Regions from separate parts of the Sus scrofa genome. Here all the other regions are linked to region 1. A link is a contact called in public Hi-C and promoter capture Hi-C data. All regions are on one chromosome and are shown on one strand. Each heading gives the region's core, a stretch centred on a gene start, on an enhancer-like site or on the middle of the called end of the contact. The rest is flanking DNA. Distances are from core to core; before and after follow the strand shown.

Region 1 (3,686 bases), core at 629-3,128:
TTGTGACTGAAGACAATTCAACCATCCACACAAAGATTCAGCAAAGAAAAGCCCTGAAAGGCAATTGCCCCAAAAGTTTTACTTGCCAGATGACTTGACTTTGTGTGTTCTCTCCCTCCTGAGTTAAGGGAGCCAGATTACCTCTGGCTGCCAGAGGCTCAAAGAGAAATTTGCAACTCAACTAATGTTATAATGCGTAACTAGCAGTTCCGCCCTAAGTCTTTTTTGCGTCTACATTCAAATTTGGCCTTGCTGCTGGCTCTCATTACCCCTGATTTTAATGCTTATTTGCAAATAATTTCCTATTCTACGTCTGAGAGTCCTACAGTGCTCATCGCGTCCAGGGCAGAACAGAAGGAACAGACAACATACTTACCTGGGGTTCGGCCATTTCCTGCTCTTCTTGGGAAAAGTCAGAGATGTGTGAGGATTGAGCTAGAAGAGTGGAGAAGTGTAGAGCATATGAGAGACTCCATCAGGCTTCCAATGCCCAGAATTATCTGCCTAGAAATCCTCTCACACCAACTGGGTGTGAGGCCTCTCTGTGTAAGTTTGGGCAACCTCCACAGTTTGGACATGTGGTTTTAACAACCACTTGTGTATACTTGAGTCTTTTCCTCATGTGACCATCTAACACAAAAGGGTTTTGTTTTTTTTTTCTAAAAATACTTGTGTTCTGACTCACAAGTTGTATTTCTAGGTATTTTCCATTATGAAATAATGTGTCATAATTTCTCTGAAGTACCTTCATCTCAGCATTGACTTTTAACGATGCCAAATTTAAACAATCCTAAATGACCCATAACATGGGATTAACAAGGAAATACAAGGGATTAAATTCTATGTGGTTATTAAAAAAAAAAGTATGGTACCGTACAATTATCTGTGTACTTTTCTGTACATACATCTAAATTACAAGGTTTTTAAACGTTAGAGAATAAACTTTTAGGCTGAATCACAGTAACTTCTAAATAAAAAAAGGGCAGGTTATAAAACTGCAGGAACCCATTTGAAAACCGTATGTTAAATGTTTAAAAATGCACGCCCCTTATACACACTACAAATGTCTAAGAACGGACATTTAAATGTAAGAGGGGATAAAATTAGTTCCTTTGAATTTTCTTTTCCTCTATTTTCTAATCAATCTATAATTCGAATGTGTTATTTGTTAAATGTCAAAAGAAACTGAACTTTACAACTATTATTCCCATGCGTTTTAAGCCCCATCCCCGCCCCCAGACCCCACACCACCAGATCCTGCCCAGCCCTCCCGAGCCCCAAGCTCTCAGGTGAGTTCTCTCAGGTGCCTCTTCTTGCTTCTCCTCACCTCACTGGGGCCGTCTTGCCCAGGAGCCAGAAGGAAGCCTTCGGGTGCAGATTCACTTCAGCTGGAGCATTCACACCAGGCCCCTACCTCGGGGCTTGGGCAAAGGGAAAGGGACAGAGGGAGAGGCGGGGACGCCTAAGGAGGAGCTTGAGGGGTGCGAATGAACCCTTAGCGCAGGTCACTGTGCTGGAAAATGTGTAAAAGTCAACGTTTAATAAGCACCATTCAACCCTGACTAGCCCCCTAACTTTGTCTGCCACGGAACCCACAGATCCTCATTCGCTGACCTCTCGGTCCACCATCACTAATCCCACAACCTCCCACGTCCACGACCCCTACAAACCGGCTGCATTGTTCCCCCAGAACTCCCCATCACTCAGCCCATCACTCCTACCACTCGCCCCCTCAACCTCTCTCTCGACAACAGATTTTCTGCTCGCTGCAGAGGAGACCGTTACAAGAACTGGCCCCGAGAAGCACTTCCGCTTTGGGACAACTCGGGCTCCGCAGCCACAGCGCTGCAGCGACCGGGTATGCGCAAGCTCAGTGGGGGCTTTGAGCCTGCGTCCGCCAATAGTCAACATGGGGGCACACCCACCTCGCTCTCGCCCGACGCGAACGCGGTGGGGCAGCAGCGCAGGCGCAGAGGGAAGATGGCCGCTCCGGTGACGTCACTGTTCTGAAGCGATGGCCGCGCCCACTGCGTGTCTTCCCCTTGCGGGTGCTGGTGTAGAACAGGTGTTTACTTTGATCGGTGGAGGCCGTCATTCCTAAGACTCCAAAAACCTGTTTCCTTACGGCGGGAAGGAGACGTGCCCAATTAAGGAAAATGCTAGCGGGCGGAAATTTGATCTTTTGAACCTGGAGGGCGAGGGCAGCTTCGGGTTCGCAGGTGTAATTGAATAGGAAATGGGGGTGCATGGTAGAATTGCTCTACAAGCACAAAGGCTAGGAGGTTGGCTTCTTAGTTCACTAGCTCCATCCAGTGGCTAAGGCTGGAAGTTTACAGCCTAGCTTTTGAAGGACGGTGTGCAGACAAACAAGAGGCTGAAGAATAAATAAACGGCGACTTAGAGGATGGACACACACACACACACACACCCTGGGATGATGGGGATGTGTTAAGTAGTGGCTGACAGGTTGTTTTCTCAGGATGAGCAGGGACAATCTCCTTTTGTCAGGGGTGACAGTTACGCTGACCAAAAGGAACCAGCCACACAAATATCTGAAGCAGAGATTTGTGGTGGAGGGCCACTCTAGCCTCGAACTTCCTGCCTCCAAGAGAGGAATCCCCTTCCATCCTCTTGAAGCCATTGGCATTTAGGGTGGTGTTGGTATGTGCAGCCAAACTGACTCCTCAATGATACAGCAGACTTTTCTGTCTTGGCCAATGTGTCACTAAATGGGAGACACATGGGATGGGGGGGCAGGTGAATAACGGTGCATGAAGGACAAATTGGGGAGAGACAAAGGGTGATGTCAGGGAGGTGAATGAGCAGTAGAGTGGAGTGAATGTGGGGAGTGTGGAGCAGAGTGAGTAAATGACTATGCATTTGATTTTTTTTTTTTTTTTTTGAGTGCCTGTGGCATGCAGAAGTTCCCCGGCCAGAGAGCAAACCTGTGCCACAGCGGTGATCCAAGCCACAGCAGTGACAATGCTGGATACCTAACCACGAGGCTACCAGGGAATTCCAATGCATTTGATTTTGAATTAATAAGATTATGAATGAGACTGAGTAAATGATGGGGAAATGAGGCACAGTCTAAATGGCAAAAAGTGGAAATGGGAGCAGATTGTGAGTTGATTGGGGCAATGAAAGTTGGCGAATGTGAATGAGGTTGATAAAGCATTAGTGTGCAAGTTGGTATGAGTACTAAGGATTAGAGTGTAAATGAATGATGGTTTAGGGGGTACAGTATGAGTAAAGAGAGGCAAATTTAGGGGGAAAGTAGAAGTGAACGAAGGTAATGTGAGATGTGAGGCACTGAAGGAAGAAGGGGGGGCACAAGGGACAGAACACAAGGGAAGGGAAATGAACACGTGGTTGAATGTGAATACTTGAATCGAGTCTCGTTTGTTTGAGTGGGGATACTGTGAAGGAGGAGATTGACCAGAGGTGCATGAAGGACAGAATGGGATTAGATGGGGGTAATGCAAGGCATTGCCTGGAATGTGCAGAGATCCCAGTAGGCATCAGCCCAGGTGAATGAGCTGAAGCGTGTATGTAAATGGAGGTAACATTGGACAGAGTGAGAATGGGAGACGGTGAGTAATTGTGAGGCCAGGGGAGAGGGGAGGAGGGACACGTTGCCCAAAGCGAGTAAAGTGAGAGAAATGGGGCCCAATGTGAGCAAAAAG
Region 2 (3,314 bases), core at 47-2,546, 430 kb before region 1:
TAGATGTTATAAATAAACTAGCTATTGTCCTTCAAATGCTAAGTCTTATAGGTTAACTCACAAGAATGATCAGAGCAATAAAAGTATGACCTATCATTTGGCACACAGATGTTCACAGCAACTTTATTTGTAACAGCCCAACCTGGAAATGACCCCAAAGGCTAGGTGAATGAATAAACAAACTGGGCCAGACAATGGAATACAGACTCAGCAATACAAAGGAATTCATACCGAGATATAGGACACTGAGAAGTCGCAAAATGATACTGCTGCATGAAAGAAGTTACCAAAAAAAAGGGTTTATATTGTATGATTCCATTTATAAAAAATTCTAGAAAATCTAAGCTATGGTGACAGAAAACAGGTCAGTGGTTGCCTGGAGGGTTGTGGGGACAGGGAGGCGCAGAAGGGAGTGATTAAAAGGGGGCAAGTGGAAAATTTGGGGGTTGGGGAGTTCCCGTCGTGGCGCAGTGGTTAACAAATCCAACTAGGAACCATGAGGTTGCGGGTTCGATCCCTGGCCTCTCTCAGTGGGTTAGGGATCTGGCGTTGCCTTGAGCTGTGGTGTAGGTCGAAGACTCGGCTCGGATCCCGCGCTGCTGTGGCTGTAGCGTAGGCCGGTGGCTACTGCTCCCATTCGACCCCTATATGCCCCAGGTGGGCCATAAAAAGACCCCCCCCCCAAAAAAAAGGTGCATTTCTTTATATATCAATTATACCTCAATAAAGCTTAAAAAAAAAAGAATAGAAAACGTGGGTAATTACTTAAGATTTCATGAAGTTTTAAAGGACCAGACTTGTATCCGCTGCTTACATGGCCGGGGCACTTAGTAAGCCCTCAATACTCTCCTGTTTAATAACTAAAGGACAAGGAGTCCCTCACCGTTCCCGCATCTCGCTACAGATCCCCACAAACCCCGTCCCTGTTGCCAAGGGAACGCGTGCCAAGAAGGTGCCTCCCAGGCGGCCCAGCTCGACGCGCCCCAGCCAGTTGCCAGGGCGCCAGCCACACCAATGAGAGGCGCCCCTGGTCTCGACAGGGCGGGGAATCGGGGAAGGCGACCTGGAAAGGAGGGGCTGGGGACTAACTGCCTGCAGAGATGCCTGAGATCGAGAGGCTGGGAGAGAAGGAGAGCAGAGGGACCAAGAGAGGGGAAGATGCTAGAGAGGGCGACAGAGCGCCCCCGGCGGGAGCCGGTTCCAGGCGGCTCCCAGTTCGCTCCCTCCGGGCCCAATACCCGGCAGTGACTTGACAAGACTGCGAGCTCCCAGAGCCGGCGAAACAGGAATGCACCAATCCCGCGAGCGGTCTCCTTGCTCATCACTTAAGCTCCGCCCAGTCCGCGGCAAACTCAGGCGTTCATTGGTTCAGCCCGCAAGCTTTGTCCGCAATTGGCCAAGTGCAAGCTCACCCTGCAAAGCCAAATCCAAACCTTCGTAGCGACCGATGCCAGGGTGACTGGAGCGCCGGGTGGGGACCTCAGGTGATGCAAAAGAAGCATTTACTGTGATCAGAGGCGCATCTTACCTTGCTCTTCACACATCTTCATTCAGGAAAAGCTGCGTGTTGGAGCCCCAGAGGGATAAGGAAATTACCTGCTAGCTCCCATCATTAATGGTTTCTAAATAGCACTGTACCCCTGGTGAAGGATACAGGGCCCTTTGGAGAAGTGGTTTATTCTATGGCTGGAGCAGGGAGAAAGAACAAGACGAGCTTGGCCCATCTCGCACCAGAAAGCAATGAATTGCTCTGAGAATAACGGGGATATATCAGAATGATACAGGAGGCCAGCTTGAAGGGGTCAAATTTGGAGAGTTTGAGCCCCCAAATAAATAATAAGGACTTCCTGTTTCGGTCAGAACGGAGTAGCCCGTTCCTCCCAAGTCCCCCCTCTTACAACTAAACCCTCCTGCACAGAACAAGCTAGGAAGACTCTGGAAGGTGGAAAGAAGGCAGATGGTCTACGGACCTCAGGACTTGAGGAATAACACAGCAGTGAATATCCTCAGCATCTTTTTTTTTTTTTTCCAGCTTTCCAAGTATTTTATTGGAGCAAAACAGTATATTTGCATGGGGGCGATGCTCAGCTTCCTTATTGCTGCTCATAAATCAAGGGGCTCCAGCAGCTTCAAATCTGGAACTGCCAACAGGCACAGACCAAAAAAAAAAAAAAAAAAATCTACAGGGAAAGTCTGTTTCCTTTAGCCAAAGGTCAGGGCAAAGGGTGGCCTAACAGAAAAGCCTTTAGATAACATCAGCCCTACCCAGCCAGACACCAATGGAAAAACCAACACCCTCCACACACTCCCCATGTTTCAGCAGGAGAGCAGGGAGCTGATGTTCCACCCCACCCCTCAGCAGGAGGAAGTGAACTGAGCCTCCGCCCCACAGTCGAAACAAAGCAGTACCGGTTAGTTCTAATCAGGATTCCTCATTCCCCTCACCTTTGGTGTCAGCAGGACCCAGCAGGCAAGTGAGCTTACAGAAGTAAGGAATGATGCCAGTCTGTGCCCTAATATTGCTGGGAAGCTGTCAGCAGACGGAGGGGGAAGATGAGTTTCCACCCCATCCACCTACACGGAGGCCGTTTGAGTCACTGCTCATCTACCTTTGCTGGGCTGGCATCCCAAGGGCCCAGCCGGAAATTGATCCACACCTATCCTGCCCTGTGTGTGCCATATATCAACAGGGTGATCACTGGTTGAAAAAAAAATAAGGTTAAATCTCACACTATAGGAGTTCCCATTGTGGCTCAGTGGGTTGAGAACCCGACATTGTCTCTGTGAGGATGAGTTCGATCCCTGGCCTCGTTCAGTGGGTTAAGGAGCCAGTGTTGCTGCAAGCTGTGGCATGGATCGAAGGTGCAACTCAGGTCCGGTGTTGCTGTGGCTGTGGCGTAGGCCTCAGTTGTAGCTCTGATTTGACCTCTAGTCTGGGAACTTAGACTTGTCACAGGTGCTGCCATAAAAGGAAGGAAGGGAAGAAGGAAGGAAAGAAAGAGAGAGAATGAATCTCACACTATAGGGAGCTCCCGTTGTGGCTCAGTGGGTTTCGAACCCAACTAGTATCCATGAGGATGCGGGCTTGATCCCTGGCCTCCATCAGTGGGTTAAAGATCCGGTGGCATTGCCGTGAGCTGTGTATGGGTCACAGATACCGCTCAGATCTGGTGTTGCTGTAAAAAGCAAAAAAAAAAAAAAAAAAAAAAAAAATGCTCTGGATACAATAAAAAAAAGAATCATTTATTACACCAAGAACCAGGAAAATCCACAACTTGAACGGGAAGACATTCAGCACTGAAATAAATCATACA
Region 3 (3,275 bases), core at 50-2,549, 300 kb before region 1:
AGACCTCGGTTCAACAAGCACACAGGCTGATCCACTACTAAGAAGGAGGGAGAGTGGCAGGGAAGGCCACAGACTGACCCACCCCAAGGGCCAACCCTCCTGGAGGGACTGCATAGCACTGGACTCACACGAGGGTGTACCCAACGGGTGTAAAGGCAAGCACATGGGTGGCAGGAAGTCCAATAAACAGATCCACTGCAAAGGGGTGGGTGGGTGGGTGTGTGTGTGTGTGTATGTGTGTGTGTAAAGGCTCATCTTATTTACTAGGGGCAAGGAGAGCAGAGAAACACACTGATTCCTGCACGATAATGGAAGAGAGAAAAACCATCACACAGACTGATTATAAGGAGAAGGGGACAAGGCCAGGGACTGGGCTACTGAAATGGGGAGATATAAAGGTCTAAACTAACCCACTATTCAAAGCAAGGGAGAAGCCCAGGCACTGGAGTGACAGTCTACAAAAAAGGGAGGATAGGGTGATGGGCTGATATGCAGGGGGACATGAATACAAGCATGTAGACTGATCCACTGTAAAAATGGTGTGTGTGTGTGTGTGTGTGTGTGTGTGTGTTAAAGCCATGGATTGATGCACTGGGGGACTGGAGGCAGGAATACAAATTCACAGGTTAACTCCCTGTTAAGGGGGGGGGTACAACGCCACGGAGTGACTCACAAGGAAGAGTAGGGATGGGAAAAACAAGGCCACAGACGGGGGCCGCTGAAACTTGAGGACCTGAGAAATACAAACACTCAGACGGACCTACTGTCAAAGAGTTAGACGCTGCCAGAGAACGGCACCCTCCAAGCCGGGGTTGGGGGGCAAGACCACGGACGAGTCTACTGTAAGGGGGGGTGGGGAGAAATACAAGCACTAAGACCGATCCATTTTAAAACAGGAAGGGGGGATTAGGCCACGGTCAGATCCACTACAAGGGGCGAAGGGACGGGACGATGCCACAGGCAGGTCCACCAGCCGTGGCGGTGGCAGTGAGGAGCCGAACACCAGAAGGCCATGGGCCAAGCCACATCCCCCGGCGCGGGGGCGGGAAGGATACGTGGGGTCAGGGACCGGGCCCTCAACCCTCCAGGCCCCGGGCTCACCTGTGCGTAGCGCTGCGGTGGTGTTGGCAGCTCCGGGGGGCGGGGGCTCCATGCGCGGCCCCACCGCCCCCCAGGCCCGGGATCCGAGGCGGCGGTGGCGGCGGCGGTGGCGGCGGCGGCGGCGGCGGCAGCGGCGGCGGCGGCAGCACCTAGAAGCCGCCCCTGCGTTTCCCCACCGCTCACGTGGGCCCGTAAAGGAGGAGCTGAGCTTTCAGCCGCTCGCTGATTGGTCAAAGCGCCACGGATCGACCGCGCGGCTTCCAGGGTTGGGGAGGCGGACCCTGCCCCATAGGGCCTTGCTGGGATTGGCCCTAGGGGAACTGACGGAACGCAGCCGGCCTCCTGGGTTCCGAGGGGGCGTGCTCGGCCCCGCCGACGCTCACCGCTGATTGGCTCAGGAGAGACTGCTAGGCCGTGGGCGATTGACAAGGTTCCGGGGGTGCCTGCCTCGCAGTGATTGGCCTATATGAGATTGATGGAAGACGGCCAGCCTCCGAGGATAGAAGTGGTTAGGCTCTGCTTCCTGCTGATTGGCGGGCGATGGACGCCTAGACAGCTGCCAAAACACCAATGGGCGGTGCCGAACTCCACGCAGCCCAGCGGAAGCAGGACTTGTATAGAAGTACACAGGCTAGCAGCCCCGCTGGGAGGAGGTCTGACCAGGGATCTGCGGAGGCGGGCAGGCTAACTCTGTGGCGATTGGCTAGAAAAGACGAATTTAGAACGAAGCAGAGGAAGGAGGGCAGGACAGCTGCCAGACGTGCGAAGGAGTGTTGAGTGGTGGAAACGAAATGCCTACAAGGGCAGGGTCGAGCTGCAGCCAGTAATAAAGGGGTGGAACCTGGCTCTGTATCGATTGGCGGAAGCTGGATTCAGCCTAGAATGAGGACCGGACCAGGGAGGGCGGGCGAGATCGGCCCTGCGCCCATTGCTGGAGCTGTAACTATTTAGAAGCTGGGACAAGGCCAAGGTTGGGCCTAGACGGGCGTGGGTGTAATTTAAGTTACCTGAGGAACGATTGGAGTGTGGGAGAAGGGTAAACTTTAGGGCCAGGAGTGAAAGGTTGATTGCCTTAGGGAACAAACCGCCACCCTGAATCGGCCCGTTCTCTATGGTTAATTCAAGCAGTAGTGCACAGGAAAGGAAATAGAAAGAAGGGTCAGGTGGGGGCCCAGGTTGCCAAGGCGATGGTAGAGAGGGCAGAGCGGAAAGTCAGGTGGCACATTCTGCCAGGAAACAGGCTGGAGGCGGCACTTCAGTGGTGCTTTAAAGATTCTACACAGACTGGATCTCTGCGCCTCCCAGTAACATTGTGCTTTAGAAACGGCACTTTAGCCAACAGCAGAAGTTAATGGGGGAAAGAAGGGCCACGTGACTCAAAGACATTCAGGCTCTTTAATGTCAAGGGAGGTAGGAAGAAGTCAGTGGCGAGGCTCGGGGAAATTCTGCAGACCTTGTAGTTCTCTAAGCCCCTGAAAAAGAGAACAGAAGAGATTGAACGGAGACTGGGTCCAGGCCCCACCTCAGGCTTGCTTGGAACTCCCTTCCCTCAGAGCCAGCCTGGTTCCTGTCTGACTCATTTGGAGGGAAAGATGGCCCTTCCCATCTCTGGCTCTCTCCCTTCCTCAGGACACCACCCTAAATATTTGGAGATAGAGTCTGGGAGTGGGGTGAGCTGCTCTCACCTCTAGCAACATGTGGATATGGGCCTTGATATTCATGGAGTCCTTGGTGAGGCTGTCGCTGAGCCTGGAGAAAAGAAACGAGAAAGGGCGAGGTGGGCCCCACTTAGGATCCGTGAGGATGATGTGCCCTCACCGCTTCAAGAACCGCCTAAGTCCTGGATGACTTCCACACGGCAGGTGGTGGGACCCCTACTACCTGGCCTGCTCCTAGGCAGACATGCCTGGCCGCCATCTGCACTACACTGATTCCAAGACCTTTACTGAATGCCTACTCTATGCCAGGTTGTTTTAGGTACTGGGGAGATAGCAGCAGACATAGCAAACGAAAATCTCGGCCTCTTGGAGCTCAGATTCTCATTAAGGGGGACAGATGATGGAGTAAAATATGGAGTATGTCAGATGGTTAAAATTATAATGAAAAAAAAATTAAATGAGAGAGGATATGGGAGTACAGGAGTGGGGGCTGGAATTCGAATTAGGGTGCTTAGG
Region 4 (3,398 bases), core at 659-3,158, 400 kb before region 1:
CAGGCTAGGGGTCAAATTAAAGCTGCAGCTACCACAGCCACAGCAAAGCCAGATTTGAGCTGTGTCTGTGACCTACACCACAGCTCACGGCAATGCCAGATCCTTAACCCACTGAGCAAGGCCAGGGATGGAACCCGCATTCTCATGGATCCTCGTTGGGTTCGTTACCGCTGAGCCACAATGGGGACGCCTATGTTTTATTTTCTATGAAGCTGCCAAACTGTTTCCAATGTGAATGTACCATTCTATACTCCCAAGAGCAACAGGTGAAGATTTACGTTGCTCCACATTCTCATCAATAGGTGGTCCTGTCAGTTTTTAACATTTCAGCCATCGAATGGTGAGGATCCGACAAGGGGCCATGGGAAATGGAGGTTAATATGACAGCCCATTGAGCTGTACTTTTGTCTTTCTCTTTATAGACAGAGAACACCCTCAATAAATACAAGTTGAAGTGTGTTGAGGCCCCCTCACCTAATGCCCTTTCTTTGATCTTTTCCCATTGCGTTGCAGAGGAATGCCGAGGCTCCTAATGGGAGAAGGTATGCACTTCAAACACAACAGGCGGTTCATACTGTTGGGGAAATCATTACAAATAAATCGCATGCCAACCCAGCAAATCCTCTCCACAAAGGTAGCGAAGAGCGGAATAGGTTTATTATCGAATAAGCATTAAATCAGACCGTGAGGGGCATCACAAGCAATTCACTAAAGAGATTTCCGAGAAAGAAATCTCCTCCTTTCATAGAGTCAGGCAGATACAACCCATGACCTACATGGTCTTAAAGATAGATGATAACTTGTCTTCAGAACTTGACAGCACCACTCGCTACACACAGTTCCTCTCAAATTCACCTGGTAATTGGGGTAGCCATCTGCCTTTAGGCAAAGGAAAAATAAAACGCATATCTCTTTGACAAGCAGGTGATGACTTGGAGCCAGCCGCCCAGGTCAAATTCCTACGCAGGTGGAGATAAGGCCCAATCGCTGTTTACCTTTGCATTTCAAAGACCTGGCTCCCAGGACCTTAAGAACAGCATTCCTGAACTGTAAAACTGGCAGAAAGCCTATTTAGCTTTTTTAAAGAGTCGCAGACCTCTCCAAGGGACAGAGAAAAATTTTACGAGTTTTCTAAAGAAAATAAGAAAAAGGAGGATGGCGAGTCTCTTTCACTTGTGACACCAGGGAAAAGTAAACTTTAAAAAAAGACTTTGTGTTTACCGTACACACGCTTCCCTGCAGTTATGCCTCATCTCAGGTTCGCACTTCCCTCCCCTCTTCACCTGACCATCCCTGATTAGTCTTTGAAAATCCTTATCAACTCCATTCCTAAAGGAAGCCTCCCCAAACAGCAAGCAGGCCTTCACTCCTAGGGCCAGACCCCCCTGCCCTGGCCACACCAGAGACCCACTCTTATCAAAGGTTATGATTACAGTCTCCTAGAACCGGAAAACGCTGCAGAGATTTTTTTTTCTGATTCCAACCCATTTCAAAGACGGTAAAACTGAGACACAGGAAAGTCCCAAATGAGTAGTTGGGCACAGGGTCACTGGAGTGAAAAAGGGCCCTTGAGGATTCCCCGTTCAGATTCGGAAACTCCTAAAGTTAGCCCCTAGTGACCCTCCCCTCCCCACAAAAATAGCTCTGCTTTATTCCATCATGGCACGATTGGGGTTAAAGCCCATGGCACGCAGGTCTCTTCCCAACTGCGCCTGCGCGAGCCCGGACGTGCGAATTTGCCCTAGACCCTGACGTTTCAGGCAGCCCCTCCTAATCCGGAACACGACCCACATTCCGCGGGTCCTGCCTTGACAGGCGTGACCCTGATCCAATAAGAATGGAGGGCCGAGTCCAGCGGAGCCAATGGCCAAAGTCCGAGGGGCGGTGGAGGCGGACTCTGTGAGGAAACAAGAAGAGAGGCCCAAGATGGAGGCGGCGGCGGCTGTAGCGGCGTGACAGGTGAGGGCGGGCCCGGCAGGGTTCGGTTTCTGGAGCGACCGCCGGGCACGAGTAAGGAGCCGGGACCGAAAGCTCAGCTCCGGGATGGCTGCGCCCGGGCCTTGGCGCCCCCTGCCCGGAACCGGAGGAGTGGTTTGACCCGGGGCGAGACCATCGTCGACAGCACGGGGAGGGGGGGTAGACTGGAATAGGGGTGCAAGGCTGCGGGGGATGGTTTCGCCCGTCGCGTGTAGCAGCGCGCCTGCGCAGAGCTGAAAGGCTCTCAGTGGGCAGGGCCAGGCCGTATATGGGGCTGGGGTTGTGGTGTGTCTTGCTTGGAGTCCTTCTTAATCTCTCTAAGGTTAGGGGAAGACTTTCTTACCAGCAATGGGGAGTGCATGAAGACGGGGCTCACTCCTCTCTTTTCTTATTCTGGATCAATGTCCGACCCACTAGGAGAATGTTTGAGGATCTCCCACCCCTTACTCCTCTTTAACCACTCCCAGCCTCCTTCCAGTAGCAGCAGTGGTATGTCTGTGAGCCCTTCCTTCGTTGTCAGGGAGAGTTTGGAGCGCCCTCCACCCCACCCCCACTTTACCCCCTTGTACCTCTCATCTCGACCAGGTCTGGTGATGCTCCATGTCCCTCCTTTCCCCCATTATCCGCTCTTCTCCCCTTTACGGTCCCTGGTGATTCCCTAACACATCTCCCTTCAGCATTGTGTCTGCGGAGCCTCTGTGAACCCCCCATCACAGTCTGCTGACTGCCATTTGCCACCTAACACAGGGTCCGTGAGTCTACCATCATTACACCCCAAGGGCTTTGGGGTGCCCCCGGCGCCCTTAAGAACATTGTTTGGTGCAATGCCCCTTTCCCCCAAACTCAGGGCACCCTGTCTGTGACTCCTCCCACCCCACAGTATCTGGTAACCCCTCCTCCATGAGAAAGCCAGGACAGCCTGTTCATGTCCATTATGTACCTGACACGCCCCAGTGCAGTGCATGCTGACTTCCCCGTTAGTCCCCAGCCCAGAGACTTCGTGTGCTCCTGTGGCCTCCAGGACAGTGTGTGCTGCCTCTCTTTATGTCCTAACCCCCACCCCACCCCGCCCTATGCAGTGAAATGGAGACCTTGGCACTTAAGGGTGAGACAAACAACAGGAGGGGCTGGGCCGAGGAAGAACTGGATCCCTTGAGCTGTGTGGGTATTAGGCTACAGGGGGAGACGTGGAGCCTGGGGACTGAATGTTTTTTTGTCCTCTGCCACTTTGCTTCCTAACAATTGTTCCCGGACCACTGCATTCCGCCTCTGTCTTCCAGGAGCCCCATGGCACCTGCCCAGCCCCACCTGAGCCCGTCTTGACAAAGTCCTAGGCTCCATGGAGCCACCACGGGGCCCCCCTGCCAACGGGGCCGAGCCGTCCCGGGCAGTGGGCACCGTCAAAGTGTACCTGCCCAACA

Evidence for each region. Promoter capture Hi-C pulls out the DNA fragments that hold promoters and counts their contacts. Hi-C and Micro-C count contacts between places; a contact is called where the count stands out from the background.
Region 2: a Hi-C map of embryonic fibroblasts shows a contact between it and region 1, with 2.3 times the contacts expected there. The contact joins the enhancer-like site here to the promoter of ZNF182 in region 1. A contact is called at or near these places in 1 of 5 promoter capture datasets (fetal liver), 2 of 47 Hi-C or Micro-C datasets (embryonic fibroblasts and epiblast stem cells) and 1 of 2 datasets of contacts at active chromatin or transcription factors (skeletal muscle).
Region 3: a promoter capture Hi-C map of fetal liver shows a contact between it and region 1, with 4 times the contacts expected there. The contact joins the promoter of ELK1 here to the promoter of ZNF182 in region 1. A contact is called at or near these places in 1 of 5 promoter capture datasets (fetal liver) and 1 of 2 datasets of contacts at active chromatin or transcription factors (alveolar macrophages).
Region 4: a promoter capture Hi-C map of liver shows a contact between it and region 1, with 2.7 times the contacts expected there. The contact joins the promoter of ARAF here to the promoter of ZNF182 in region 1. A contact is called at or near these places in 2 of 5 promoter capture datasets (fetal liver and liver) and 1 of 2 datasets of contacts at active chromatin or transcription factors (alveolar macrophages).

What each region holds. Positions count from the first base shown.
Region 1 is chrX:42,471,430-42,475,115 of Sscrofa11.1, forward strand. It overlaps ZNF182 (zinc finger protein 182), which reads right to left and starts at 1,879. Exons shown (of 4, transcript XM_013990885.2): 1 at 1,328-1,879; 2 at 377-435. The coding sequence starts at 391.
Region 2 is chrX:42,045,340-42,048,653 of Sscrofa11.1, forward strand. No RefSeq gene overlaps it. Among named protein-coding and RNA genes, the nearest start is that of ARAF, 31 kb to the right of the region's middle. Within about 2 kb of position 1,297, at least 51 of the 83 cell types and tissues checked have an H3K27ac peak or open chromatin away from gene starts, as enhancers often do. A contact at or near this core is called in embryonic fibroblasts, fetal liver and skeletal muscle, where this site is marked.
Region 3 is chrX:42,173,665-42,176,939 of Sscrofa11.1, forward strand. ELK1 (ETS domain-containing protein Elk-1) reads right to left here and starts at 1,300. Exons shown (of 6, transcript XM_013990888.2): 1 at 1,102-1,300. It overlaps UXT (protein UXT), which reads right to left. Exons shown (of 7, transcript XM_003135055.5): 6 at 2,787-2,850; 7 at 2,478-2,573. The coding sequence ends at 2,523.
Region 4 is chrX:42,076,294-42,079,691 of Sscrofa11.1, forward strand. ARAF (A-Raf proto-oncogene, serine/threonine kinase) reads left to right here and starts at 1,909. Exons shown (of 16, transcript NM_214329.1): 1 at 1,909-1,959; 2 at 3,258-3,398. The coding sequence starts at 3,317.